Linked DNA regions of Mus musculus: regions 2, 3, 4, 5, 6 and 7 are each linked to region 1. Evidence: chromatin contacts called from public Hi-C, HiChIP or PLAC-seq and promoter capture Hi-C data. All regions are on one chromosome and are shown on one strand. Each heading gives the region's core, a stretch centred on a gene start, on an enhancer-like site or on the middle of the called end of the contact. The rest is flanking DNA. Distances are from core to core; before and after follow the strand shown.

Region 1 (3,928 bases), core at 966-3,465:
TGACAACTGCACTTGAACCTTATTTGGTTACTCTGAACCCAGGACAAGCACTCTAACACTGAGCTACATCTCCAGCCCTAGCTGAACCTCTGCAAATAAATTTCTGCCAGCTTTGATTTGACAGGAGGAGTTTAAGGATGACCACAGACAACATGAAAAAGTTCAGAAATCCTTTATGTAGCCCTGAAGACCAGGGGAGTCTGCAACTCACAGATCCACCTGCCTCTGCCTCCTGAGTACTGGGACTATCACTGTGTCGGTTTTTTGTTTGTTTGTAATTGCTTTTAAAAGCACCCATAGTCCTTAAGTTCAAAAGAAAAAGAAAAAAGTCCTAAGAGTTAAACTAAAAATTAAATAGCAGGTTATAACACTAAAAGCATTATGATATACATTTAAACTGTATTATTCATAATTAGCTATATTCCTTAATTAAGTTTGTGTTGACAGTTAAAACAGAGCAGTTATTATGGTGCGAAGTCCCATCTCCTTATCCAGGTACTGAAACAATGCTTATGCAGTGTTTTTACCCTGTTAAATCACCTAAATGCACACGTTAACAGGTGCGAAGACACCAAGGTGTTACATAAGCACACCCCAACAACAACAACAAGGCTAGTCAGGATGACTACACAAGGGCCGATCTTCTGAGGAGCCTCACTGTTTGACCGCCTTGCCCACAGCACGCCCCACTCACCCTACACCAAAAAACAATGACAAGCGCTCCAGACAGCTTCAGGCTCGCTGCCTTTTTCTATCAGTGATAAAGTGATATGCAAGTACAGGAAGTTTGAGCGATGACTTTTCAACTGGAGATAGCAGCTGCAAAGGAGTATCAATACCCTAAGTTGTACAAACTCCGGATTTTATCAGGGAAATGTTACAAAACTTCCTTCTTCCGGACAACTCATTATTTGCCCCAAGTCTACATTCCTTTATTAGTCACGACCTTTCAGAATGCTTTCATCCCTTATTGTTTGAATAATATTGGGACTTTTGATGTTGCTAATAAACCTTACAGGGGCCCTTATCAAAGAAGCCAACCTAGGTCCGTGTCCCAAAACAGACCGGATTACAGGAAACTCGGTACTTGTAATTCCTTGTAAACAGATGTATCCTCCTCTTTTTTTCCGTCCACCTGTATACTTCTATCATACATAATTGACAGCAACTCGAATCAGTTTTGCAGAAATTTACTCTTGAGGAACTGGGAAGCCCCTACGTGTTATGTGTGATAGACACACGACAGTGAATCTCATTTACCAACTGCCACTGGGATCTTAACACCTCAGATCTGACCTCTGAGCCATATGTCAATAGGCTGTAAGTCAGGCAGAGTCCCAAAGAATAACGGGGGTGTGGGGGGTGTTACAAAGATGGATCCCACAAGATGTGTGTGTGTGTGTGTGTGTGTGTGTGTGAGTGTGTGCACCTCTAGCCTGTACCGATGGCCCATCAGGCAGACCCTAAAGAGCCATCTTCCCGGCTGGGACCCCACACATCCCCGCGGGCCACGGGGCCTGCTCCGGGGCTGTGGGAGGGAGGGGAGGCAGTGTCTGTCCCCACTTGGGAGTCCTAAACAAATGGAAGCAGAGCAAGTTCTCACTTCCTGATCGCCGGAGCTTCCCCCAAGGCCCCCGTCCCGCGCCAGTCACCGGGGACGGGGGTTTAAGAAAAGGAGGACCCCCAGGGGTCCCAGGGCCCACCCCGCCCGCGCCTCGCCACCCGTCCTCGTCCTAGCCCTCGCAGGGCCTTACACGGTGACGTGACCGGAGCCGCGGACCACCACCGGGTCGGGCGAGTACTTGAGCAGCTGCTCCTCCAGGGCCCGCTCCTCGTCCTCCTCCTCCTCGTAGATTTCATCGAAATCCGCCATCCCGAGCCGGCGAGCCCCCCGCCCGGGGCCCTGGCTCTGGGGCGGCCGCGGGGAACGGCTGGTGAGGCGGCGGGCGCGGAGGCCGCGGAGCTGGCGCTCGGCAGTGTGGGCTCCGGCTACTGAGGAGACCTGGTCCCGGCCGCCGCCGTTGCCGCCGCCACCGCCGCCATTACCGTGGGCAGGAACAACAACACAATGTCAACATCCGCCGGGGCCGCCACCCCCGCCAGCGCCGCCGCCCGCGCCAGCGCCGCCGCCGTCGCCGCCGCAACTCCGGCAACCACAGCAACAGCCCGAGCCACCCGCAGCAGGAGCAGCCGGCTACCGCATCGCGAGACTTCCCGGGAGCGCGGGCGGGCGCGGGCGTGGGCGCGGGCGCGCGGGTGGGCGGGCGGGCGCGTTCACGCGGACGGTCTCGCGCGCTCCCGGGACGCCGGCCTCTTCCTCCGCTTCCACCCGGCGCGGCCCCGCCCTCCGGCTCCAGGGTCAGCGACCCGGAAGGCGGCGTCTGTGAGGATCGGGGGCGCTGACCCCGACTCGACTCCTAGAGCCAGGCTGGAGTAATCTGTAGCCCAAACAACGACAGCGGGCGAAGCCCCTGGCCGGACCAGAGAATCTGACTGCCGGTTTAATAAAACGTTTTTAGTCCACGATGCGAAGCAGAGTTGGTTGACTTTGCCAACTTGAGATTAACAAAGCAGTGCATTCTCTTTTTTTTTGTTGTTGTTGTTTGGTTTGGTTTGGTTTGGTTTGGTTTGGTTTGGTTTGGTTTGGTTTGGTTTGGTTTGGTTTGGTTTGGTTTGGTTTGGTTTGGTTTGGTTTTTCGAGACAGGGTTTCTCTGTGTAGCCCTGGCTGTCCTGGAACTCATTCTGTAGACCAGGCTGGCCTCGAATTCAGAAATCCCCCTGCCTCTGCCTCCCAAGTGTTGGGATTAAAGGCGTGCACCACCACTGCCCGGCAAACAGTGCTTTCCTGTCTACTGTCCTACCTGATTTTCCAAAATATCTCCAAAGCCAAATATTCTGTCCTTTTAGCCCAGGTTGTTTGTTTGTTTGTTTGTTTGTTAACAAGAAATCTCACCATCAATACTACCTAACAAAGTTGACAAGTTCTCTGTGTTCCAATTAAGAAGTTGCAGTTGTATGCTTCGTCTCTCTAGTGAAAAATGTTTTCTCCACAAGAGGGGATGGGGGAAGGGAGGAACAGTGGACTCATGGATCACCTTGGACCTGGTTTCACAATCAAGAGTCTGCCAAGCATCCAAACAACATAGGAACAGAACTGGACTCCTACGGCAAACTGGACCATGGGGTAACAAGAGTTCCTCATTGGTCTGGAAAGGAAAGAGGAGTTGTACTGGACCCAGTGTCCACAAACAGTTCTCTACGCAGTGTTCGCATCCTTCAAGTTCGTTTACGGGTCTTTGTCCAAGCAGAAAACGTACAAAGGTTAACATGAGAGTGGAAAATGCTGGACAACTTAATCCTGGAAAGATCTGGGGAAAAAAAAAAGGGCAGTGAGCTAGGCAGGGAAAAATAGTCGATGCGTCAGACTTATGCTTTCCCAGATTTATTCATTCAATAAACACTGAACCTACTGTGTGGTCAGCTGTGTGTGTGTGTGTGTGTGTGTGTGTGTGTGTGTGTGTGTCTGTGCGCGTGCACGCGCGACTATGTATGTTACAGTCTCTGGCAGTAACTTTTCTGTCATTAAGGCAAGCAACCATAATTCTCTAGGGGGGTGGGAGTCAGAGGGTATGTCAAAGGCTCCAATGGAGCATACACACAGGAGGCAGCTTAACTTGGTAGTTCTGAAGGCTGACTTTGAATCGCCCTCTATCATTTCCTATGGGACCCTGGCCAAGTCCTTTAACCTCTTGGTCTTTGACCTGTCACAGGAAGACAAAAGTGCGGCGTGGTAGCACACATCTATAAAACCCTAGCAGGTGGGAGATGGAGACAGGAAAATTAGGCATTGAACATCACTCTATATAGCCAGTTTGAGCTATAATAGAGCCTTGTCTCTAAAATAAAATAGATATAATAGTACCTATC
Region 2 (3,928 bases), core at 395-2,894, 980 kb before region 1:
AGGGCATCCAGCCACATTAATGTCACTGGACAGGAAGAAGCAGGAAACCTGCGTCTTCAAGCAGAAAGGGAAAATGACAAGGCTGCGGGAGCCATCGGCTAAGGAGATTTGTACCACCAAGCAGGCAGCTAGCTACCTCTCTGGGACCTCCTGCGTTTGCTCTGCTGGCCTGGACCAGCACAGAGAGCTGGGGCCAGCCCCAGCAGGTCTCAACTCCACCTGAGCTAACACATGGCTCCTTAATGTGCTGTGCCATGTGTTGATCTTGCAACAGAATGTGGGACAGAAGATTTAAAGAGCTGTGTGATGGGGGAAGGGCAGCCAGATCACCTTACCTGAGGCCTACTTAATCAGGCCTCCTCAGATTTCCTTTAGATGCTAGCATTACTGTCTAACTTGGTGGCGGAGGGGGGTGGGGGCGGGGATGGATTCCCCAAAATGGAAAAACAAAACAAAACAAAAAAAAAAAAAAAAACAGTGTTCCAGTTTGAAGGGGGTCTAAGGGGGTGAGGATACAGAAAGTACAGGCAGAACACACACCCTCCTCAACTCCCACACCCCAGTGCCTTACCCCTGACCTCCCTATGGCTCCCACAAGTGGGGGTGCTAGCTGAGTACACTCAGTGGCCCCAAGGGCTAGAAACTGGTCCCGAGGAAACTAAACAGAACTGGAAAGTAATGGGGGAAATCTAAATTAAAGTGACTGCTGGGTAACACCCCCCCCCAGACCCCCACCCTATCAGACAGACCAGGCAGTGTCCAAGCTAAAAGGAGAGGAGGCGGGGCAGGACAACCCCTGCAGACTTCCTCACACCTACAGCCACTCACTCCCAGGGCCTGCAAACGTTCCTGTCTCCTTATAATCTCCTGCATGCAGGTGGGGAAACTGAGGCCTCCAGAACAAATTGCCATGCTTTTCCGATACCAGGTTTTAGTTCACCTCTCTAACCAGATTCTTCACTTGGAATTTTTATTTTTTATTTATTTTTTATTTTTTGGTCACAGCTTTCATGTCTATCCAATTTCTCCTGGTAAGAGCACTGCTGTTGCAAAGTGAATCTTAAATACAATCAAGGCTGAACTCCAGAAGGAGCAGAGGACAGTCGGCGAGTCCAGTAAGGGTTTATTTACTGCACCAGAAGGATTTGCTTCCTTCCACTCCGGGCTCGTACCCTCATGGTCCTCCCTCGGGACTTCGCTGTGCAGCCACCTCGCACCCTCCACCTCCACCCCCACCCACCACCCGCACCGCAACTCGAGGGCGGGGGCATGGGGCCGCCCTGGGGATCCCTGGGATCCGCTCGGGGTCCCCGGCTGGGACAGAGGTGGGGGGGACTGCGGTCAGCCGGCCCAGCCTCGGGACCGGGAACTTCTGGCCGCACGGCCCCCACGACCGCGGCGCGCGTGCAGCTCCAGCCCGGGGTTCCCTTTCTTTGCCTGGCTCGCTGCGGGCGCGACCCCCGGAGGCTCGGCGGCCACTCACCATATTACAGATGGAGGCGATGTTTCGGACAGTCATTAGTCTAAAGGTTGCAGCGATCGCGCACCGCCATCTTTACCAGGGGAAAACGGGACTGTCCATGGTGGCGCGCAGCGAGGCCGGGTGGCGGCGAGGCGGCCTGGGGCCGGCTTGCAGTGGGGTTGGGCGAGCGAGGCCGGGCGGCGGCGAGGGCGGGGCGGCGGCGCGGGGCGGGGAGTGGCGGAGCGACGCAGCCCGGGCCGCGGCCGGCGGGAGGAGGAGCCCGGAGCCGGGAGGCGCGGAACCGAGGCCACTGCTATGCTCCCGCTGCCAGCCAGGACCCGCTCGGCTGACCCCACTGGAAGCCGTTCTTGCTCCTCTGCCCTAGGGTCCCGCTCGGTGCCAGCTGCACCGTAAGGCCAGCCCCGAGCAAACCCAGCACCGCGGCCTTTCCGCCGGACCCAGGACCGTACCGGGCACTGGGCTGGGGACCTACACCGCGGGGACACGGGCGTGCTCGCTTCCCGGTTTCCCTCTGCCCGTTTCTGCTGGTGTCCAGCAAGCCTTGGGCGTTAGGGATTAGCTAGTGGAGGATATGAATAAGGGTCTAAGGGTGAGTGTAGTCAACTTTAAAGTTTCTCTCCAGGGTTCTAGCCAGATGGCATCCGCCGGAACCCGAAAAGTAAAATGAGACCAGGACATGGGCGTGGCCAGAAAGCCCTAGCCAGCAGCAACCCAGCTGCCTAGGGAAAGGTTCCCAGAAAGGAAAGAATTCCGGGTCTAAGCAGGCACACTCGGGAGATTTGTGACATTAGCAGGTACAGAGGAAATGGCCAGGTTCTGGGCGGTACTAGAGGCTGTCCAGGAAATACCAAAACAAAACTTTCCTATCTCCCATCCTCGGAGCTCCTGATCTCAGTTTTGTTTGAGCTTTTACACCTTCCTGCGGAGGCCCAGACTGCAGGCTCAGGGTGCACACTGTACACACCACTTGAGGGATATGTTCGTGAGAACTGAAAGAGTTCATTTCAAACATGGGGAATAATTGTGCAGACAAGTTTGCAGTCCCAAGCTTTCCACAGGGAAGTTGTGCATGTGAAACGTGATAAATTCCCAAACCAATGTATTTTGTGGAGAATTAAATTAGGAGAGAAATTAATATAATTGAAGACAGCTCTGTCTAGCCAAGAGTAACATACTGGGGGCTGGGGGGCTAGGGTTATACACATAACATGAGAGCCATCCATCCATTGGTAATTCTTCTAGGATCTGGGGTGGAAATAGAAGACAAAACCACTGACTGAAGGGTGAGGGTGGGGGACGGGTCACATGGATACTGTATTTTTCAGTGTGTAGAAGGATTAATATTCCTGCTCACAATGACTCATTCTACCTGAATTTTACTTTCATTCTTTTTTACTGCTGTCAGTTACGACTCTTCCAGCTTCTACATGATTAGTTAATAGACATGGTTAGCTCCATAAGGCTTACAGAGCAGGTATCCAACCCAGCTCTGTGTTTCTCAAATAAATAGTACAGATAAAGGCATGCTAAACTTAGGAGGGGCACCATTTGAGGAGGGGGCAGGGGAGGGGGACCATCGATAAAACACCCTAACTATGACTGGCCAGAACACAGTAAGGTCCTGAAAAGCTTAAAGACTGAGAAATGTCACAAGCTGAAGGCCTCAGCTTTGTGCGTGGTTAGTCTAAAGCTTTCATGCTTTCTAATGATAAGCTTTGCGATTTTTTCCAATATGAATGCACTGAGTGCAAGGCCTACAGGGGTTAAAACACAATTGAGAGCTGGGGAGATGGCTCAGTCTATAAAGTGCTTACTGCACAAGTACAGATCTCTAGACTCACGTCCTGCCCCCCGCCCGAGTCCACACCCACAGGTAAAGAAACACAGTCATGGTGTATAACTATCCCAGTGCTGGAGAGGCAGAGAGAGAACACAGAGATGGGCTGGTATTTGCTGCCCAGCCAGACTAGTCAAATCACAAGCTACATATTCAGGCAAGACCCTCTCTGTCTCAAACAAGTAAAGTGCAAGGGGTAGAGAGATGGCTGGATGGTTAGGAGTGCACACTGCTCTTCCAGAGGACCTGACGTCAATTCCCATCACCCACTTAGGGTGGCTCACAAGTACCTGTAACTTCAGCTACAAGGTATCCCATGGTTTCTGGACCATGGCACCTACATCATATGCACATACCACCTACACACACACACACACACACACATCCATAATTAAAAATCAAATAAATCGGGCTGGAAAGATGTCGCAGTTGTTAAGAGCACTGACTGCTCTTCTAAAGGTCCTGAGTTCAAATCCCAGCAACCATCCTTAATGAGATCTGACGCCATCTTCTGGTGTGTCTGAAGACATCTTAAAAAATATTTTTTTAAAATAAAAAGAAAATGCCAATTTTTTAAAGGGGGGGGCCTGGTAAGATAGCACAGTGGG
Region 3 (3,928 bases), core at 674-3,173, 950 kb before region 1:
GACATGTTGCATGACACAACATGAAAAAAGCTTAAAAGCAAGTTTCAAATGAAGAAAATCTAGTTTTAAAAGAACCAAGTATGACCTGGCAGTGGTGGGGGCACGCCTTTAATCTCAGCACTCAGGAGGCCAAGGCAGAAGGATCTCTGTGAGTTCAAGGACAGCCTGGTCTAAAAAGCAAGTTTCAGGACAGTCAGGATTACACAGAGAAACCCTATCTCAAAATAACAACAACAAAAAAGGTCACATGTGTGATTCCATGCCTACAAAAAATCTAGAAGAGACGGTTTCCAATTTAAAAAAAAAATGTATTATTATTTACTGTTATGTGTGTGTGTTTGTGTGAACTTGTTGTTGTCCAAAGGGGACTGTGGAGCTGGAGCCTGGCGTTGCAGGTAGTGGGTGCGAGGAACCGCAAGAGAAGCAAGTGCTCTTAACTGCTGAGCCATCTCTCCAGCCCCATGGGGCTTCTTTTTCCAATAAGACGCTGACTGCAAAATGATCTGGGAGTAGACAATGGAGATGATTATAAAACCTTGAGGAATATTTAAAAACACCGATTTGTACACTTAAAAGGGTGACCTATAACACTTGGGTTCAATCTCAAAAAGTTATCTAAAAAGTCAAAGCAAGTTGACAAAGCAGGTCATCATTTTTTTTATCTAGACTAAAAGTGGCTGTAAAGAAACACAGGCGAGCATGATGAATAGACTTAGAGTCCTTATTCAAACGAACTCATTGTAAAGTAACATTGTATCAGAATAGTCTTGCTGTGAACTTGGAGCGGCTGTTTATTCTAGCAATCACATTGGCATTGTCCTCAGGCAAGATGGCCTCTTTTCTTTTGAAATAAATACTGAAATATTAAGAGGTGAAACAAACCAAGCTTGAGATTTGCTTTAAAATACCCCCCCTCCCCCAACAGACCAAGACGATAGATGCGCCAGGTCTGGAATGAATGGCTGGCTTTTAGCCGAGAGAAGAACGCAGGCACGTGGCTCTTTGAACATTTTTAGTTTTAATATAAGTTTGGAAATTTAATTTCTTCAAATTAAAAAAATAATTTTATTATTATTATTATTATTATTATTATTATTTTAAAAACCTTGCCAATAAAATCATCTCAGACCGTGGAAATTCTCATTAAAATAAGTTAAGCACATATCCAGGCCTGGTGGTGAAAATTTGTCGTCCCTTCTACTCAGGAAGCTGAGGCAGAAGGACGGAAAGTTCCAGTCTTGTCTGGGAAATTTAGTGAGACCTAGTTTCAAAGTAATAAAAGGGTTTGGGATCTGAGACGCCAGGCTCTACTTTTAACCCAGGACCACTAAAAACAAGACAAAGGTATAGCCTAGGTGGAGAGTGGCATGCATGCCAGCAATCCTAGCACGTAGCACTGAGGATAACAAGTTTGATGAATACCCTGAACTAGCTACACAGTAAGTTAGAAAGCAGTGTGGGCACCTAAGAGAGACTCTGACTCAAAATTAATGGTACGGGCTGAGGAGGTAGCTCTGTGGTAGAGCTCTGTTGAGAACTAACTGCCTCACATCTCCAGCAACATTTCTCCTTGATATTACTCTCCAGGAACACAGAAAAAGGCAGCTCCTCTCAGGGTTAAGGAGGGGCCCTGGGAGTGAACTAGCTGAACAAGAAGGGATCTAAGTCGGAACACACCTAGCACCGGCATAGCTTCAGGAAAGGAAGGTTTCCACTGAGCACAGCCTCAACGCTTCCAACACCGCAGTGGGTGGAGAACCTGCTGCTGGAAGTCAACGGCCCCACCCTACCGGGTCCGAAACGTCCCGACGATTGGCTTCCCATACCAGCCACGCCTACAATCCTTCTGACGATTGGCTGCTCTCCTTTTCCTGTTCTGCCCCCTCCAAGCGGCCCTCTGATTGGTTGCAGGTCTCGGGGGGGGGGGGCAGCTCCGCCCCTCTCCCGGATGGCTGTATTAACGCAGCGCGCAGCGGCTCGGTCTTTCGGTCCCGGCCTTGGTGGTGAGTGTCCTCGTGGGAGGGTGTCAGGATGTCCCCGTGTCCCCTCGAGCTTTGCCCGCCCCGAGCTCAGCTGCTCCCGGCGGCCAGAACGGAGGGGTAGAGCAGTTCTCAGCGGCCCGCGGGGCGGGCGGCAGTGTCCAGCCCGGGGCTGCGCGAGACACAAAGTCCTCTGTGCCGTCCGACCCGGGCACCCTGACCACCGCCCTTTCCCTCTGCAGGCCGATCCACCCGAGCCGGTCCCCACTGCCCAGCCGTGCTGCTGCCTCGGACACAAGCGCAGGTACGTCCCGGCATTGATCGGAGGCAGGCCCTGGCCACGTGGCCGAGAAGACGGAGGTTCCAGGCCTGTCTTTGTTGAGCTGCGCCGGGCCTCCCCAGTCGCCCTTTCCTGTGCCCTTTTAAGGTTGTCGCAGTACTTTAAGAGGCTAACACAGAAGGGTAAAGGAACTCTCCATAAAACCCAGAGAGGAAAACTACACCTCCTCTTTGGATCCTGTCTGGAGTCACAAATGAACCAAAAGCTTCATTTAAAACTTGAATGTGCGCATTTTAGGTTCTGGCGATTGCTAGGTAGTGATATAGGATTTTAAAGAAAAGAAAACGTAGCCTACCTGGTTTAATTTGGTTGGAGGAGAAAGTTCAGAAGACAAGAATACATTTGCTTTTCTAGAAGTGAGATTTTAGGTCAGCTGGAAAGGATATAGTTGAGTATGTTCCACTTATGTGAAACATTTTTATTCTTTCATAGGTTGAAAACTACAAGAAACCCGTGACTGAATGGCTCCAAGGTGAAGTACTCTTGCATGTAGTGACCAGGTTTGCCTGTATTCCACTTTAGGATTAGTATCGAAGCTGAAATAGGTGAAGTGAGGGCCATGTGAGTTTCCTTGAATGGCCTTGTAACTGATTACCCTGAAGGTAGTTTGCTAAAGATTTTAATCAATGTACTAGGATCCTGCCCCACCCCTTCTTCATGTCCCACTGCCCTAGAATCAGATCTGCATGGCTATGACATGCTCGCCGTTTTAAAGATGCAAAGATTTCATGCTAGATCATTAGAATGTATCTGGACTTCGTTAGGACAAGTTCTTTGCTAGTAACCAGTCACGTGCTAGCAATTGAGGTGTGTTAACCTGTATATTGTTGCCTATGAGTAATTTTCCATAATCTTTAATAAAGGCTTCCTGTGTCAATTCTATGGCTTGTTCACTTGTTCTTATTACTGGGGAGGGGGGGGGGGGTCAGAACCACTTGGAGCAATTTGTCCTAACACCATGTGCGTGCGTCCCTAGGATCAAACTCAGGCTGTCAGGCCTGGTGCCAGCCACTGCTAGCTGTAAGGTTATTTCTTAGCATTGTTTTTCAATTGTTTTCCAAGCTTCTGTTTGGTGCCTATTGAACCCACGATTTATATTCATCTAGGCCTTGTGTGTGTGATGCTAGGGATATAACTTGTCCTTAGGCTGCATGGCGCCTTTACCTGGGCCTTTTAATTTTCAGAAGTGGTTTCATTTTAAAAGAAGCCACCTTCAAGGATACAAAGTTGTGTGAGTATGCAGGGAGACAATGGAAACTGTTACAATTGAGTCTGAAATATCAATTGTTTCTATTTACACAATAGCCTTAAAGTTCTCTGACCAAAGTAGACAAAACTGCAGCACAGTTCGGCTATAATCATATTGGCTACATTGTACTGAGTACTGAGAGTACTCAGTAGCCACATGTGGCCAGGGACAGCGCAGTACAGGTTTCTGTTACTATAAGGTTGCTGGTAGCTATTATAAGCTACTCTGTAAACATCTTGGTCTTTTTTAAGTGAGCAGCCTGTAGATGTGCCTCCATGATGACAAAATCTTAAGCGGGGTATGGGCAGAGGAAGCTGGAGGATGGGACATTACCATCACACCCTGCTTTTAATTGGGCCA
Region 4 (3,928 bases), core at 454-2,953, 740 kb before region 1:
TTCCAAGATAATTTCACACAAGAACAGAGATTTCTAACATCTCTTGAAAAATCCCATCTTGTAGCCCTGAGCCCACATTCCTTCCACCTTGGCACTGATAGCATTGATGGCAATTGTTCTTTTAGGGGTGATTTGGTCCCTTACCATCCACATTACCTGTGTGACTTACACTACCTATGTGAAGACGAGCCCTGTGAGCTAGCCCTGATCTACTGGAATAGGTTAGAAGTCCAGCCACACTGTGGACAGAGGAGCAAGGAGAATGCCAGTTTCAGTGCTGAGTCTCCACAGTCTCCGGACAAAGCATAAAGGACCTCAGCACCCAGTCCCGGCCTGTCTTCCAGGCGGCCTCAGCACCCAGTCCCGACCTGTCTTCCAGGTGGCCTCAGCACCCAGTCCCAGCCTGTCTTCCAGGTGGCCTCAGCACCCAGTCCCGGCCAGTCTTCTAGGCAGCTTGCTGAGCATTTTCTGGCCACCTGCACCTTTGAGCCCTTCATGTTTCTGTGCTTGGCATGGAAGTGTACACTTGAACCCCACTGCTCCAGAAACAGAGGCAGGAGGCCAGTCTGGGCTACATGTGAGACCTTACCTCACAAATTAAAACACCTTTATGACTGATTGATAACTATCTCCTTGAGTATTAAGTTAAACAAAACTGTATATATCACTGATTTGATTTTTAAGAGAGTGCTGTAACTCTGAGATTTAAAAAAGTCATACACAGGAGGAAAAAACCCCCTAGAGACCCTGTATCTGAAGAGACAGTGTTTCTCCTTGAGAGGGAAGGCTGAAGACTTTAAAAAGTAAAGTCCACGGGTGCTAGGCAGAAGAGCTGTGCTGTCTGCTAGTCCCCTCAGATTAGATTAGATTCTCCTCAGGGGGAAGCCGTGGGCAATCTGAGACAAGGTCTCTTGAGATTGACCCCAACCAATGTTTTGAGCACATCCGTCCTGTCCCTACATTAACATCCCTCCTGCCTTCCCCCTCTCCATCTGTATCCTCTCTCCCTCCCATTCTCAACTTATAGCTCTGAATGTCTGATGTTCTCTGCTATCTCTGTGTCCTTCTCTCCTAGAAAACTATTTATTTCGCAAGCCCCCTCACCTGAGCCAGCACCGCTGACTTTAAGGAGAGGGGTGGGGCAAGGCTAGAACATTTGTTGGTCCCTTGCTCTGGTGTGTGGGCCCCTTGAAGACAGGCATGCGCTTCCCCAGTGCTCTGTACTCTGTTGGCCCAGTTGGGAGTCTGACTTCTAGTCTCCATGTGTTTGTACTGTGTTAGTTTTAGACAACCCCCTGGAGTTCTATGAAAGGGTTGAAGTGAGACTAAATGTTGTGAGGTGCATTTGGTCAGGAGGGACAGCATGTGCAGCCTAGGGACAGGAAAAGGGCCCTCTTGGTTAAAAAGGTTAAATGATTATCCATGCAGGCCTCTTCAGGTCTTCTGCATGGATAATCTGAAGGGCGAACACACTTCTAGAAATGGGCCCAAGAGGACTTTCAACCCCAGGGGGATTCTCATTAGCAGGAAGTAAACAAGAAGTATGCCCTGAATTTAGAAAATAAAGAGTTTCCAATAAATGTCTGAAATAGTTCTGGTTCCTAAGTATCATTATGCCCTTCAAAATGAATGCCCCAGGAGGCCTGCCTTCTAATCAGCACACGTGCTTGTCAGAGCTGGCTATAAAAAGAAGCAGTACTTAGGCGTCCACTCCTCCACCACAGAAGGAAACTGAATAACAGCATACACACGCTATGTGGCCAGTGGGGGAGACCTGTGGGCTCTGCTTCAGAACAGCTCTTGTGCTGAGCAGTCCAATCTGCTGGGCACCTAGCAACCCGAGACTACCAGACTGGAGAGTGTGCAGTGGAGACATAAACAAGTGTTGCATGGAAACCAGGGTGGGAGCCCTGGGGACCAGTGTCTGCTGACCAGGGAAACAGGAGGGCAATTATCTCTCCATCCACTGTCACTGTCATCAGAGTACATCCCATAACTATCATTTAAATGCTACATGCCCAATGCCACTTTCTAAGTTTAATCCCTGCCACCCTACAGGGTAGGTTGCATTCTGATTCCTTTTGTCAGACGAGGAAACTGTTGTGGACGGTGACTTATTGGAGGTCACAGTGTTAATCGAGAAGGAGCCTGCTAGAGTGGGACAGAGGGGCCAAAGAAGGGCTGGAGGGTAGGTAGTAGCCAAGCTCAATCTTTGCAAACACTCTCTGAGAAAGCATCCTGGAGGCTAGGCAGGGCAAGCCCCTGAGGACAGGCCATGTACCACTCACTGGAAGGAAGGGGGCAGAGCATCCAAGCCCTGCTCACAGCCGGCGGGTGTTTGGGGTTAAGCCCCTCCTTCTTGACCAGCAGACACAGTCGTGGATAGATGGGGATTTTCACTCCTAACTAAGGCAGCACAAATTGATGAGATCCACAAATCCTGTACTTTTCCAAAATTCTACGGGGAATGAACATTGGTTGCCCACAACTGCTGATATCTGATGTTGGGAAAGCCCCTGGCTGGCTTTCTGGGGTCAAGCATTTGACCCTGCTCGACAAGAACCCAAACCATGGCCAGCTCTGTACCCACAGTCATGGGGTCTTTCCTAAAGATGTGTTTGTGAGGTCACCTCCTCCTCATTCATGAGACATCAGCAAGCTCTTTGTTGGCAAGATTATGAAATATAAATTCACCAGCCCCTCTGTTAGGAATGATGATTCATTTCTTGTTTGTATCTATATCCCAAAGCCTTTTGTTTCCATTAAGGTATAATAAGATAAACAATAAAACTTTCACCCATAAATCCAAAGACTGTCTTGCTTACAAAGATGGTGTGTGTGTGTGTGTGTGTGCTCGCGTGCACATGCACTTAACTGAGGTAAAGCTAGCCTTTCAGTGTGATTATAGGAACTACTGAATTGTCTCCATGGTGTGTATTCAAGGGCCAAGGGCAGCATTCACCATGAGAGCTTTCTGCTACATACTTCACAGGAACAAGAGCAGCACTTGTCTTTAAACACACACTGCAGTATGCTCAGCACTCTACCCTAAACTCATCATGAGGGGAGAAGGGGACAGAGTTCTGCCTGCTGCTGGCAAAGGTCCCCATGGCCACCTCCCCTCCAGTGCTCACTGCCTCATAGCACAGTTGCTTGAGCACCAGCAGGCCTTGCCTGACACAGCCTATGGCCTGCCTTTTCCACACCTGCCACCCAAGGCTCCTGGTCATTCCTTATCAGTCTGGCTCTCAATCTGTTTCCAAACATGTTGGCTCTGGCTGTTTGCCTCCCAGCATAGCTCTCCGGATCTCTGTTCTTTCTGAAATTCATGCCTCCATGTTCCCAATTTCTCTGCTTTCCTTTGCATTTTCATACTCCACTTAGATGTAAGCTTTCTTCTTGCTGACTCCCACAATGGTTGCTTACTCTTCCTTAAATCTTACACCCTGAGACTGGAGGAAGGAGACAGTCTTCATTAATAGAAGTTTCAAGGAAACTCCCTGATTCTAGATAGGGCCATTAGAAGGCAACTGTTTTCAAAGAACAAAGCACAACTCAAGAACAAGGATGCAGCTTGTCTGGGTGGAATTATATTACAAAACCCGAGGTGCTTTTTCAAGTCCACTGTCTCGTCTAGAATGACCTGCTTTGTGGAGGAGACTAAGGCATGTTTACAGCCTGCTTGAGTTCATACAGTGAAATAACTAAGGACATGGGAGTGCTTCCAAAAGCTATCACACAAAACCCACTCTCCTGCATGAGCCCCTAATGTGCTGATGGGTAGTTAGGAAGGTACACAGACACTGAGACAGGGAAAAGCTGGTGGAGGCCCTCAGATGTGCACACAAGCCACTAGAAGAAGCCAGATACCAGATCATATATCTTTTTTGCACCACCAAGGGGGAAGTACACTGAGGCCACTTAATCA
Region 5 (3,928 bases), core at 532-3,031, 640 kb before region 1:
TTAAAACCAATCTGTTATTTTGAATAATTTTTAAAGGAATCTGTTTCCTTTTGTACACCCTAGGCAGAATGCAAAACTGTAAAATAATTCATTGAGGCACCCGAGTATCAATACATGTACAAATAAATACACATACCAAATAAGTATATTATTTAATGAATTGTAAAAAAAATAATTTTACATAACAAGCAAGACCCAGGATACAAGGGGCTCAGAGGTGAGTGGGAGGAGGAATGAACAGCCAGGTCTTAGGAAAGTTCTTATAAGGTGTTGGCATTTGCACTGGAAACACCCAAATCCTGATACAGGCACACGCCACTGCCACCTGGGCTTTAAAGAGCCAGCATCCACCATGAGGGAGGAGCAAAGCTCTAAGAAATGAATTCTAGGTAGGATCCCCCCTCCAGTAAGTGCTTTGTGTACACCTACCAAGACGGCAGGAAGGGCAGAATGATGCCCCACTTCCTGCAGTCTGTGGCTGTACAGAGGCTTTCCAGATGTGATGAAGACTGTGACGTACTTTCATCTCTGCGATCACACACCTTCTAGAAACAGCACAAAAGAGGACAGTTTATCTCAGCTTACAGTTGCAGAAAGATTTCAGTGTTTGAGAAAGCTAGACATTAGGAGCAGCTCAATCCCTGGCAGCAGCCTGAGGCAAAGGCTGTTCATATCGTGGCAGACAGAAAGGAGGAACTCAGGCCAGGAAAACTCGTTCCTAGTGAGCCATGTCTGCTAAGGAGGCCTCGCCTCCCCATACCTCCACTATGAGAATAGTCTCATAAGCTGAAGATTTCGGTCTGAAGCACAAGTCCGATGGGGCCTTTCAGAGTCAAACCATGAGCTTTTCTGCCTGGTTGCCAAGGGACAAGGGCTTCCCAGAGAAACAGTTTCCCAGGTCTAGATGCTCAGGCACTCAGCAGCCTGGGCTTTCAACCTGTGAGGGCTTGCCTTTAAGAAACAGTTCTTACTCCCCAGTGCAAAGTGTGTGCTTTACTGCCATGGACTAAGGCCTCCTAGTCACCTCACAAGTACAGCTGCATCGTCACCTGTGCCCACCCTGAACACAACTATAATTGTCTCTACGTTCCACTGCTTGCCCGGTCCATGCCTTTCAAAGTTCTCTGTTCTGATTTTGCTCTGGACTCTTGCGTTAAGCCAGGCAAAAAGTAGGAAACATTAACCATGCCACAGCATGAACATTATATTTTGAGAATTATATCTGCCAAATAGATTAGTCCATTATTTTTCAATGTGGTTTTATTCAAATGTTCAAGACATGGGAAAAATATAGGCAGATTTGCCAGAAGGTCACAGAGCTTCAAGCCCAGTTCTTAACAGGGTCTTTACTTCTATCTGAAACCTCATGAGTCCTCCTTATGCTCTGCATTTTTATTGGTAGTCTGGTCTTCCAGGCACCCTTCAGAATAGCCCTTAAGAAAAGCTCCCCCCCCCCCCCCCCGGGCTGGAGAGACTATTCTGTGATTTAAGAGCACGTGCTGTTCTTCCAGAAAATCCGAGTTTGGTTTCCAGCTCCCATATCAGATGGCTCACAACCACCTGTAACTCCAGTTTTAGTGAATGCAGTATCATCTTATGGCCTGCTCAGGCACACACACACACACAAACACACACACACACACACACACACACACACACACACACACCCCTTAACAAAAGGAAAATAAAAATGTTATAGCACTCTGGAAAGCTCCTGTAACTCCCATGCCTCCAAACTCCTCCCTCCTGGCCCCAAAAGCCAGGTCAAAGGCCCGATAGACCCACGTGATCAAGTTTATCCCAGCAGCACCTGCTCTCCTGGCTCCAGTTCTCCACACTAACCACTCTGTGTGTCGTCTCGACAAAAGCAACCCAAGGTTGTCAACATCCCTTTTAGCTTGTGGTTTTAAAGGATCTCTGTTTATCACACTGGAGAAGGCGTGTCAGCAGAAACAGACCACCCTGTGACAGTGGAAACTTGTGTTACAGGCTAGTCACACTCAGCAGACAGGAAGCCACAAAGGCCAGTGAGAACCCATGGTAGCTATTACCTTCAGGGGTCCACACCTAGTGACTTCTGCAAACCAGGCTCTAGCTCTGAGAGCAATGGCTCTCAACATTGTGTGATCTGTTAATACAGTTTGTCATGTTGTAGAGATACCCCCCACCATAAAATTATTTCTGTTGCTACTTCATAACTATAATTTTGCTACTATTATAAACCATAAGGTAAACATGATATGTGGGATATCTGATATTTGAACTCCAGAGGGGTCATAACCCCACAGGTTGAAAACCCACTCACTGTCGTTAAAGGTTTACTTTCTTAAAAATACCACTATAAGGCGGAACAACATTATGAACTAACCAGTACCCCGGAGCTCTTGACTCTAGCTGCATATGTATCAAAAGATGGCCTAGTCGGCCATCACTGGAAAGAGAGGCCCATTGGACACGCAAACTTTATATGCCCCAGAACAGGGGAACGCCAGGGCCAAAAAGGGGGAGTGGGCGGGTAGGGGAGTGGGGGTGGGTGGGTATGGGGGACTTTTGGTATAGCATTGGAAATGTAAATGAGCTAAATACCTAATAAAAAATGGAAAAAAAATACCACTATAAGCTGAGGTCTCGTGAACAACACGAGCCCATGGGGGGCAGTGTAAGGTCAAGCGCTAACGCTGCAGCTGTTGAGATGAGGCAATGATCCTGGGTTATGTGAGCAGGACCAACCTAATCCCAGGCTTTCTTACAGGTGGGCACTTTTCCCAGCTATGCCCATTGATGAGGTAACAAAGAGAGGCAACAGTCCTGTCCCTGAAGACTGATGAGAGAAAGCACAAGCCAATGAATACAGAGGCCCTGGAAACAGAAAGAACAAGGAAACAAATCCTTCTCACGTCTCTGGAGAAGAAGACATCCCACATAACACTTAATGCTAATTCAGTAAGTTCTACAGAATGATAAAGTGTTACATGTGTGTTTCGAAGTTTGAGGTCCTTTGCTACAGAGACAAGAGGGCATTAACGCAAGCAGTCTGTAAGGTAGAAAATGAGAAGCTCCACATTAGAGCATGGAGCTCTCGCTGAGAAAGAACAGTTGCTTGTGATAGGGTGTGAAATTTTAACTGTTTGTCCTCTTGAAAACTCATGCTGGAATTTAACCCTAACCCTAACCCTAACTGCCAGTATACTTAACAGGTTTTGTTGTAAAGGCAGACAGATCCCTCAAGAGTGAGACTGGCCCCATAAGGTTATGTATTTGCATCCTCACCCCCCAGTTGGTGAACTGCATGAGAAGAAAGGGGTGTGTTACTAAGAGATGGGCTTTTACTTTTCAAAATCTCACACAGTCCTTTCTCTCTCTGCCTGCTGCCTATGGATCACACTGTAGCTCTCAGCTACTGCCCTGGCACCATGTGTGTTGCTTCTACGATGATTCTAACAGACTAATTCTCTGAAACTGTAAGCAAGCCAATTAAATGCTTTCTTTCCTAAGAGTCAACTTGGTCATGGAGTGTCTTGACAGCAACAGAACAGTTGCCAGTCGCCGTGCTGTTTATCACCAGGCCCTGCACGGCAGCTGCTCTGAAAAACAAGGTGTGCAGCTCTGTGATGGAGCTCAGAAAACTCAGGTCTTATCTCTAGCCCTGAAAACAAGGACGGAAACACAGTTTCACTTAAGGATTCCCTTGATGACATGGGGCTGGGTAACAAATACCAGCCATTTCAGTTCTAGAGACTCAAGTAGGAAGTGGGGGGGGGGGGGATAGAGGACAAGGACAATGAGGGACTTCAGCCACATTTTTAATAATGTATATGACAAAATGAAAATGATGTGTAAGCCAGTCCATCTTCTGTACAGTGATTTCTCTCTGGGAGAGGCACTTGGCAAATGATGAAGAGGAATCTGAACTAATTGCTGGTCTGGT
Region 6 (3,928 bases), core at 1,015-3,514, 610 kb before region 1:
CCTTTCATAGTTGAAATCCATAATGGCAGTACTGGAAAATACCAGGAGTATCAAAAAGACTTAGGGTGTTTCAGTCCCATGAAGGGACAGATAATAAACTACCTTCAGATGACAAGACCCAGCCATATTCTTAAGCCTTCCAGACAGAAGGTTGTGGGTTACATCCCCACCTGAATGACCTGTACACAAAGAGCCTTGAATCCATCTGCTCAGAGCAAGAGTTCATCTCATGTTCAGGACCTCTCATCTGTGCACAGAGGCTCTGGGTGCAGAGAGAGCTGCTGAGGAGAAGTCCATGGACCTCACTGGAGCAGGTTAGACACTCATGGGATGCAATGGAGCAGGGTAGACACTCATGGGATGCAATGGAGCAGGGTAGACACTCATGGGATGCAATGGAGCAAGGTAGATACTCATGGGATACAATGGAGCAGGGTAGACACTCATGGGATGCAATGGAGCAGGGTAGACACTCATGGGGTGCAATGGAGCAGGTTAGACACTCATGGGATGCAGTGGAGCAGGTTAGACACTCATGGGGTGCAATGGAGCAGGTTAGACACTCATGGGATACAATGGAGCAGGTTAGACACTCATGGGGTGGAATGGAGCAGGTTAGACACTCATGGGATTACAGGTTGTGCTTTACAAGATTCCAAATGGCTTTTAAGGTGAAGAGCTCAACATGGATTGTGTGGTGCTTAAGCAGGTAACGAGCATAGGCTTGGGAGCCAGAAGAGCTGGTCACAGCAGTCACTGCCACTCACAGTGGCTGAGCGCGTCCCAAACTCAGAATCTCAGCTTCTTCATTTCAAAACTGGAGTTGCTGCACAGTAAAGACATATATACATAAGACACTAAGTCTGGTACATAGCATATGTAAGCCTTGATACATGAGGTCCATAATATGATCAAAATATACTGCACAGGTATATGAAATTCTCAAAAATAATGAGAATGTTATAATAAAAATAATTTTAAAAATTTAAAATAATACCCAGTAAAATTATCACTAGTATTAGTCGTGTGATACTGCTCAGAACCTCCCTTTGAGTCCACCTGTTCTCTGATGTGACACATGATCAGATTTTTCATTTCTGCTCACCAGCTGAAATTAGAGGAGTGGCTTTTCTTGCTATCAAAGAAAACAGACCTGATGGACAAAGAAAACATGGGGACCTTTCTATGGGTGTGCTGCATACGACATTCAACTCCACTCTCTTCTTGAGGATCCTGGCTTCATGTTTTATCAGTCACAACCTTTCATTGTGTTCCTTCTTACAGCAGCCCCTATTTTAAAGGTGCTTTCCAAATAACCTTATGTTTGGACTGAGTTAAAAATGCTAAAAACAGATGTGCTCGCTATCTTCCAGGAATGCTGCAGAGATCCTAAGGAGAGTGGACTCAGCACCACCTGGATTGGACCCACAAGACAGTAGCTACTATTAACAAGCCCAAAAGAAAAGAGAGAATTTGATTTTAGTGCCCTGTTAGAGATATTTGGGCAAAAGAAAGTGTATTTATGTGGAAAGTTTCAAGACATTACAAATGAGATAAAGCTAAATGAGAAGAACACAGACGTGCAGCCCATAGACCTCAGCTCGCCATATGTGAAGTATCAAATAAATAGCTTTTCTAATCTCAAATGTTAATCTCTCCTTTCAGCCTTCCTCATTTTATGGGACCAAATATTTCAAGCCTCATCTGGGTTCTATTACAATCTCAAAGACAACACGATATCTAGGAAAGAGTTTATATGTAAAAATCACTTAAACTCAGGCAGTGGTATAAACTGAAGTCCAGACTCCATTACCCCTAGATTTCATGTAATTATATTCCTTTTTCTTTAACTCCAAAATGATAATTTTCTCCTTTGGCACAGAGTCTCTTTGGCTCCAGGTTTGATGCCAATGCAGTCTTACTGTGAAAACAAATTAGAAGTAGGTGGTCTGGTTAGTCTTCACAATGCTCCATTTTAATCAGGCAGAGCAGTGGAGAGGACGGCTGTGGAAACGCTGGCGGGTCTTCAAACAACAGTGCACGCTGTCCATTTTACTCACAATGAAAAAGCTCTTCGGGAGATTTCGATAACGGTTCCCCTCCTACTCGGAGTCCACATTTGTAATGTTTATATAAGTGGGGCTATAAATCTTTCTCCAATAGACCCCATGGTTTCTGAGGCAGACTTCTTGTTATAAACTGCCTGTTTCCGGTTTGCCTGCCTAAGCAAGGCAGGCAAAGCCAGTTCGCCAGAGACTGGAACTAATTTAATGTGCTCCAGGTTTAAGCCCCTAGCCTGTGTGCCTTTACAGGGAGATTTTACACAGCGGATTACAGCTGACTTTAACAATGATTCATATGATAAGTGGCTTTCGATTTGTTTTTTAATGTCCGAAAGTATGCATTTGCAAAGGACATGTCATCAAAATAATGTTGTTAAAGTAATACCCTTAGAAAGGGAAAAGAAGGAATTCAACTTTTCATCAAAATGAAAAAGTTTAAATGTTATCCGTGCCAAAGACTCTTGCACATGAATTTAAGGGTTCTATTACACAAAATAAGACAAAGTTGTTTATAGACAGTTAAGCCTGGATGAGCTCCAAGATGTGATTGGTTAAATTGATACATTTTACCTCAAGGTTTGGTCCTGTTATTAAAAATACTGAAGCTATCATGAAAATGGACAAAAGCCCTATTCTTTCCAGCCTCAAAGAGATCCTGTGCGTTTTTTTTCAAAGATGCACCATTCCTTGAGACAAGCGCTAACTGAAACAGAAGCACATTCACAAACCTCCACTACCATCCATCAGGGGAAAAACAAAAACGTGTCATCTGTTACCTCAGCAACGCCCCGTAAGAAAGTAAACGGCACCACAGAAGCGAGGAGTCTACTAATCCTCTGAGTGTCTGTGCTGAGTACTCTCTACAACACCTTTTTAAAATACCAAATGTAAGAAGATAGGTTTGTCCCAAGCTGTTGATTTCTTCCAATTTTTTTCTTTTGAGATTCCTTCAAAGGGCAGGGCAAAGACATACAGTAGGGGGCAGTGTTGCACCACCGTGCTCTCACTTGGAAAGAATCAAGGCCAGACCGAAGGAAACCCAGCCATTATTCTTCATTTAGACTTATTACCCTAATTATTACAAAATTTCAGAGTTTTTCCTTGTAGCATAACCTGCTTTTTCACCACCTACATACCTACATACCATATTAAGATGTTTTAAGTGATACAAAAACAAATGTTTTTAATAACAAAACCAAATCCACCCAAATATCCGAGACATGGCTGATTGCTGTTTAGCCGTTGATGGAGAACTATTTGTTCAATGTCATATTTTAAAAGCACGAAGACTTCTCCAACTGCAAATATCCAGATGTTCTTTATTGTAAATATAATATCACATTGGGAGATGGCTAAAAAAAAAAAATGAATGAACCTTGGTCTAAAATGAAATGCAGAGTTGGTTTATAAAATACAAGTCAATGTGACCCATGCTAATTAGATAATTTTAAAAATATGGGGTAAGAAAATATTTACAAGTACAAAATGTCTTCATATCTTCCAGAAATAAACTCTTTTGTTCCATCTGCTGGGCTGGCTCTCGGAAGGAGGAAACTGACACCTGGGCTGCATGCTTGCTCCCCAGCACTTACGCTGCTTTGGAGTTCTGAGTGGGTGCGCGGAGAGGCTAAACCTTTCCCAGGTCCCAAGAATAAAACTTGCCCATCTATCGAAGTAATTTTATCTACCATACATAGTGGAAATCCAAGTGTATATTTCAAGGTTAGTAAACAAAATAACAATTCACTATTTGACTTCAAAAAAAGAAAAAAAGACAAGGAGCCTGAAAGATGGCTCAGAAGTTAAGAGTACTTACTGCTCTTGCAGAGGACCTGAGTTCATTTCCTTGCATCCACATTAGACAT
Region 7 (3,928 bases), core at 841-3,340, 590 kb before region 1:
CACACACACACACACACTTCAGCTCTTGATTACCGAGTCCTTGTCTATTGAATCTGGAGTTCACCAGCTGGCCAGTGAGCTCCGGGGATCTGTCAGTCTTCTCCCCGCCCAGTCTGAGGCTACAGAGCTTTCACCAGCTGCTGGGTCCCTACTGGGGTCTTCATGCTTGCAAGGCAGAAACTGTTACAACGTTGGGGCCCAGCCCAGCCCCTCAACATAAAGCTTACCAATGCAAAGAATTTGCTGACAATCTGGCCACAGCAATGTACGGCAATCTGAGAGGCAACGCCTCCTCACCTCTAAGGCCTCTGAAGGCGGGTCACAGGAATCTCATCAAATGGCTCTTATCGAGATTTAAGGTGAAGGTCTCAGTGACTGCCCCACTTGGCTACCCACACGCATTTCAAATCAAGAGGTAGTGTACAAGGAGAGAACAATCAGGCAAAGATTAAAACCTATTTCCAGGAGGGAAACAGGATGAACGTGAGGACAGATTGGCCAGCGGATGGTGATGAGGTGAGGAACAAGAAGGCTGGGGATACCTCCTGGCCTTGGATGCGACCATATACTGGGGTCCCAGAAGAGCATCAGAGGCCTGACAAAAAGAACTGTTTCAGTTACTCACTGTGCCCACTGTGTCCTAGGGTACCTGACACTTAGACAAATTCCAACCGCAGGGGGTCCTTGGCCATGCTGTTTCCCATCAGGCTCATCTGCAAGCAGCTTTTCCCACCTGTGACACTTGGAAAACATTTTCCAACCCCGCCAGTGCATCCCAGTGCTTCTTTCCCTTTTGTCCTACTTTGTTTCTTTCCCACAGAGAAATGATACAAATTGCAACTGTGTTCTAAAACAGTGAGAGAAGGAACAGGGATGGGTTAAGAATACAAAGCTCGGTGCTGGAACACATAATTGGATTTAAATCACCAAGCCAGTCCTCAGTGCCTGCCAGGAAACCCCAAACTCGTGTATGTGCTCAAGGCTCTGACTGCAGAGATGCCGTTCAAGTGACTGCAAACAGACTTCGAAGAGTGTTTGCCAGAAAAGCCTGCTGCTTTTACAAATGAGACCATGGATGTCTATGATAAATCAGAAAAACATTGAGTGGCAAACATTCGCTAATAGTATCTTGGACTTACTGTTTTATTGAAGTATATATTTAGTTTAATAACAGATCATGATAACTTTTCTAATGACAGTTCTGGAAGAAGTGAGGGAAAAAAGACTTGAAACTTCAGCACCACTTAAATTCATTAAAAGTAAAAGCGCCCTTCCAAGCAGTGCTCTCAGTATTGATTCCAAATGACTGTCCCAGCGCAAGTCGGAACTAGTTCTGGTTACCATATTTAATCATGATTTCAGAGATATGTCAAGACATCAAAGAGATATCATCGTAAGTAATGTACTGAGAGAAAACTGGTGCCCAACAGTTTAAAGTCCCAATTTGTACTGTGTCTTGTTTAGTTACTGTGAGCTCTGAAGAAGAATATAACTTCAGTGCTATGGATTTGATTGGGGGCCAGATATTTGCAGAAAGGGGCAGTACTGGATTCTGTGGCAATGTATCTATGTTGCTCCTCAAAGCAAATTTTGGATATTCCACCCCCACACCCCCCTAAAAACACCACGGACTGGTCACCAGATGTGGAGCCCATATGGCACAAGCACACAAGAGCTAATAAGCACAGCAGGCAGGAATAATTCTGAAATGACCGACAAATGTTTGGTGCTATTGACTTCCTTGGTTAAAAAAAAACATAAATCACTATTTAAACCTAGAAATATGATTTGGTCAATTTTCTACAAATCTTTTATTTTCTTGAAAATTTCACCTTGAAAGGAAATTTACCCATATGTAGTTCATTACTTGGTCTGAATGAAGACGTAAACTTCATGAGAATACTAAAAGAAAGGACTCTGACTGAGGGACAGAGAGAGACTACTTTAGCTGTACAGTTAAGCTGTTCACTCAGCTCATAACTCTGTTACAGCAAATCAGTGGCCAAAGCCAGTGTACTGTCTGTGTCCAGGCCATCATCCCTGAGTGTCATCTCCTTCTCCACAGATGTGTACTCAACATCCAGCCCATGTACACAAACAACCCCATGATGTGCCACACACTATTGAACATGAGGTTCCTAGCCTGCCCACCCACTGTATGGCCCACCACTATGTGTAAGCATGTGGTGGGGAGATGAGAAAGAGAAGCAAAGTGGTCTGAGCACTATGGAGAGAGGTGGATATTCAAAAGTGAGGCCATGGTGAAGTCCCCAGCAGTACTGCCACTGAGGGCCATGTCTGGGTTCATGACCATGCAGCAGCAGGACTGGGTCTAGGTCCATTGCCAGTATTACCAAAGGCCATGCAGACATCCCTGGTTTGGGCTACCAATGGGGACCATGTTGATATTCAAGGGCTTCACAGAGCTGGCACCACCCCTCACTGGCTATAGCATGTGGGAGAGCAGACCCAACACCCACCTCATCTGGGCAGCACATAGAGCTGGGCCAGGTGGTGTGGGCACAAGTGAGCCAGACCCAAGGGCATGAGAGAGGGAGAGCTTGCCCTGCCCCTTTCTGGCTGTAGCATTGGGTGAGCTAGCTGGGACAGTGCTGAAGAACTTACCCTGGTGGTGTAGGTTCAATAGAGCTGGAGACTGACCAACTCTGCCCAGGCCCAGATGCAGGGTTTTGAGTTGGCACAGCCATACGGCCAATGGCTGGGCAAGAAGATGGGGCACAACTTTTAGACTGAGCAGGCAAGGGACTGAGAGAGAAGGAAAGAGGAGGAATCACCATGTCTCGAGGCAAAGGAATCAGAATTAAGAGTTGCAGGAGAGAAACTGTCCAGCAATGTAGGTGGAAAGGGAACTGGCCCCATGAGGGGGCTGTCTAGAAGGTAACAGGGCAGCAAAGATAAAATAAAGATTTAGAAGGTGTTAAGCCAGTAATACCAAAGGGGAGTGTTTGCTAGCCACGGGAAGGTTTAGAAGTGCCCAGCCATTGAGCTAGTCAAGACATACCACAATTAGCTGGTACATGTGTATGTGTGTGTGTGCGAGTGCGTGTACGTGTGCATGCGTCTCTTTCATTTGTGAATCCAGAGAGCTATTGGGTGTGTGCAGAGCCCACTGGGAGCCAAAGCAGTTTAACTGATTCATCTCTACAGTTAAGCTTCTCCTGTTTTTCACTCAATGAACACCCACCCACCTGTATGCACTGCACCTTCAATTACTAGCATACAGGCAAACATTTTTGGTAGACCCATAACACACTAAGAACTAAAATTGTCAGTCTTAAATTTACTTTGTCTGATTACTAACTCTGGCTTCCAGCTGGAATAACATATGATATCACCACTTTTGAGACAAGCCAGGTTTAAGAGCAATAGTTTACATGATCTATATTCTGAGCCCCTTTCTAATCAGGTGCTTGGCACAGATTCACTCGCTCCTAACCTGGCAATGCCCCCATGCTCAACAAATTAACAAGAAGTTTGTGAAAATTGTTTCATATTTCATATTTTTCTTTCTCCTCCTCCCTTCTCCTTCAATATTCAAAATTATAATGCCTTAATAAGTCAATATCAAGAACATTAAAATAAAATATTGTTTTTTTAAAGGTGAAATCGAGGTGATTAATATCCTTGTCATCAAATGAGTTAAGTCACATAAGGTCCAATTAAAGGCTTGCAGGAATGAACACTAAGGTAAAGTCTAAGTTGAGGGAGGTGGAAGAGACGCAAGCACGGTAGTGGGTAACGTTCCACTGGCTCATGGGTAAACTCCACGGTGCAAGCACAAGGATCCGACTCAGATCCCAGAGCCCATGTAAAAGCCAGGTGTGGTGGCACAGATCTGTAACCCAGAACTGGGAGATGGAGACAGGGCCATGTCAGCAGGCTCTCTCAACAGTGAGCCTAAACAAAA

The links. Promoter capture Hi-C pulls out the DNA fragments that hold promoters and counts their contacts. A called contact is a pair of places that touch in the nucleus more often than the background predicts. HiChIP or PLAC-seq counts read pairs in DNA pulled down with a chosen protein or histone mark. Capture Hi-C pulls out chosen DNA fragments and counts their contacts.
Region 2: a contact with region 1 is called in a promoter capture Hi-C map of adipose tissue, with 2.9 times the contacts expected there. The contact joins the promoter of Usp46 here to the promoter of Chic2 in region 1. A contact is called at or near these places in 7 of 39 promoter capture datasets (the 3T3-L1 cell line, the C10 cell line, cranial neural crest and 4 more), 2 of 484 Hi-C or Micro-C datasets (CD8 T cells and embryonic stem cells), 6 of 115 datasets of contacts at active chromatin or transcription factors (astrocytes, bone marrow-derived macrophages, embryonic forebrain and 3 more) and 3 of 9 other capture datasets (adipose tissue, embryonic stem cells and liver).
Region 3: a contact with region 1 is called in a promoter capture Hi-C map of pre-B cells, with 4 times the contacts expected there. The contact joins the promoter of Dancr here to the promoter of Chic2 in region 1. A contact is called at or near these places in 6 of 39 promoter capture datasets (the 3T3-L1 cell line, the C10 cell line, the HPC-7 cell line and 3 more), 1 of 484 Hi-C or Micro-C datasets (B cells), 8 of 115 datasets of contacts at active chromatin or transcription factors (the 230-238 cell line, embryonic stem cells, memory CD8 T cells and 3 more) and 2 of 9 other capture datasets (adipose tissue and liver).
Region 4: a contact with region 1 is called in a Hi-C map of uterus, with 2.9 times the contacts expected there. The contact joins the enhancer-like site here to the promoter of Chic2 in region 1. A contact is called at or near these places in 6 of 39 promoter capture datasets (the 3T3-L1 cell line, the HPC-7 cell line, cranial neural crest and 3 more), 2 of 484 Hi-C or Micro-C datasets (both in uterus) and 7 of 115 datasets of contacts at active chromatin or transcription factors (craniofacial prominence, embryonic forebrain, embryonic hindbrain and 4 more).
Region 5: an H3K27ac HiChIP or PLAC-seq map of regulatory T cell precursor shows a contact between it and region 1, with 7 times the contacts expected there. The contact joins the enhancer-like site here to the promoter of Chic2 in region 1. A contact is called at or near these places in 3 of 39 promoter capture datasets (the 3T3-L1 cell line, hippocampal neurons and liver), 1 of 484 Hi-C or Micro-C datasets (natural killer cells) and 6 of 115 datasets of contacts at active chromatin or transcription factors (the 230-238 cell line, forebrain, memory CD8 T cells and 3 more).
Region 6: an H3K27ac HiChIP or PLAC-seq map of stem cell-derived neural progenitor cells shows a contact between it and region 1, with 4 times the contacts expected there. The contact joins the enhancer-like site here to the promoter of Chic2 in region 1. A contact is called at or near these places in 7 of 39 promoter capture datasets (the 3T3-L1 cell line, the C10 cell line, the HPC-7 cell line and 3 more), 2 of 484 Hi-C or Micro-C datasets (both in uterus), 12 of 115 datasets of contacts at active chromatin or transcription factors (the NIH/3T3 cell line, differentiating embryonic stem cells, embryonic fibroblasts and 8 more) and 3 of 9 other capture datasets (adipose tissue, embryonic tail and embryonic trunk).
Region 7: a contact with region 1 is called in a promoter capture Hi-C map of cranial neural crest. The contact joins the enhancer-like site here to the promoter of Chic2 in region 1. A contact is called at or near these places in 5 of 39 promoter capture datasets (the 3T3-L1 cell line, the C10 cell line, cranial neural crest and 2 more), 1 of 484 Hi-C or Micro-C datasets (uterus) and 5 of 115 datasets of contacts at active chromatin or transcription factors (embryonic fibroblasts, embryonic limb bud, embryonic stem cells and 2 more).

Annotation. Positions count from the first base shown.
Region 1 is chr5:75,042,426-75,046,353 of GRCm38.p6, forward strand. Chic2 (cysteine-rich hydrophobic domain 2) reads right to left here and starts at 2,216. Exons shown (of 6, transcript NM_028850.5): 1 at 1,755-2,216. The coding sequence starts at 1,873.
Region 2 is chr5:74,066,767-74,070,694 of GRCm38.p6, forward strand. Usp46 (ubiquitin specific peptidase 46) reads right to left here and starts at 1,645. Exons shown (of 9, transcript NM_177561.3): 1 at 1,484-1,645. The coding sequence starts at 1,519.
Region 3 is chr5:74,091,137-74,095,064 of GRCm38.p6, forward strand. Dancr (differentiation antagonizing non-protein coding RNA) reads left to right here and starts at 1,924. Exons shown (of 1, transcript NR_145133.1): 1 at 1,924-3,201. Snora26 (small nucleolar RNA, H/ACA box 26) reads left to right here and starts at 2,394; the gene lies at 2,394-2,514.
Region 4 is chr5:74,298,603-74,302,530 of GRCm38.p6, forward strand. All of the region lies in intron 5 of Scfd2 (Sec1 family domain containing 2), which reads right to left. Among named protein-coding and RNA genes, the nearest start is that of Gm32064, 16 kb to the right of the region's middle. Within about 2 kb of position 1,704, at least 34 of the 459 cell types and tissues checked have an H3K27ac peak or open chromatin away from gene starts, as enhancers often do. A contact at or near this core is called in uterus, where this site is marked.
Region 5 is chr5:74,402,395-74,406,322 of GRCm38.p6, forward strand. The region is part of intron 4 of Scfd2 (Sec1 family domain containing 2); the gene reads right to left. Among named protein-coding and RNA genes, the nearest start is that of Gm32064, 88 kb to the left of the region's middle. Within about 2 kb of position 1,782, at least 66 of the 459 cell types and tissues checked have an H3K27ac peak or open chromatin away from gene starts, as enhancers often do. A contact at or near this core is called in liver, memory CD8 T cells, natural killer cells and 2 more, where this site is marked.
Region 6 is chr5:74,430,942-74,434,869 of GRCm38.p6, forward strand. All of the region lies in intron 4 of Scfd2 (Sec1 family domain containing 2), which reads right to left. Among named protein-coding and RNA genes, the nearest start is that of Scfd2, 99 kb to the right of the region's middle. Within about 2 kb of position 2,265, at least 60 of the 459 cell types and tissues checked have an H3K27ac peak or open chromatin away from gene starts, as enhancers often do. A contact at or near this core is called in the NIH/3T3 cell line, adipose tissue, embryonic fibroblasts and 4 more, where this site is marked.
Region 7 is chr5:74,450,206-74,454,133 of GRCm38.p6, forward strand. The region is part of intron 4 of Scfd2 (Sec1 family domain containing 2); the gene reads right to left. Among named protein-coding and RNA genes, the nearest start is that of Scfd2, 80 kb to the right of the region's middle. Within about 2 kb of position 2,091, at least 4 of the 459 cell types and tissues checked have an H3K27ac peak or open chromatin away from gene starts, as enhancers often do.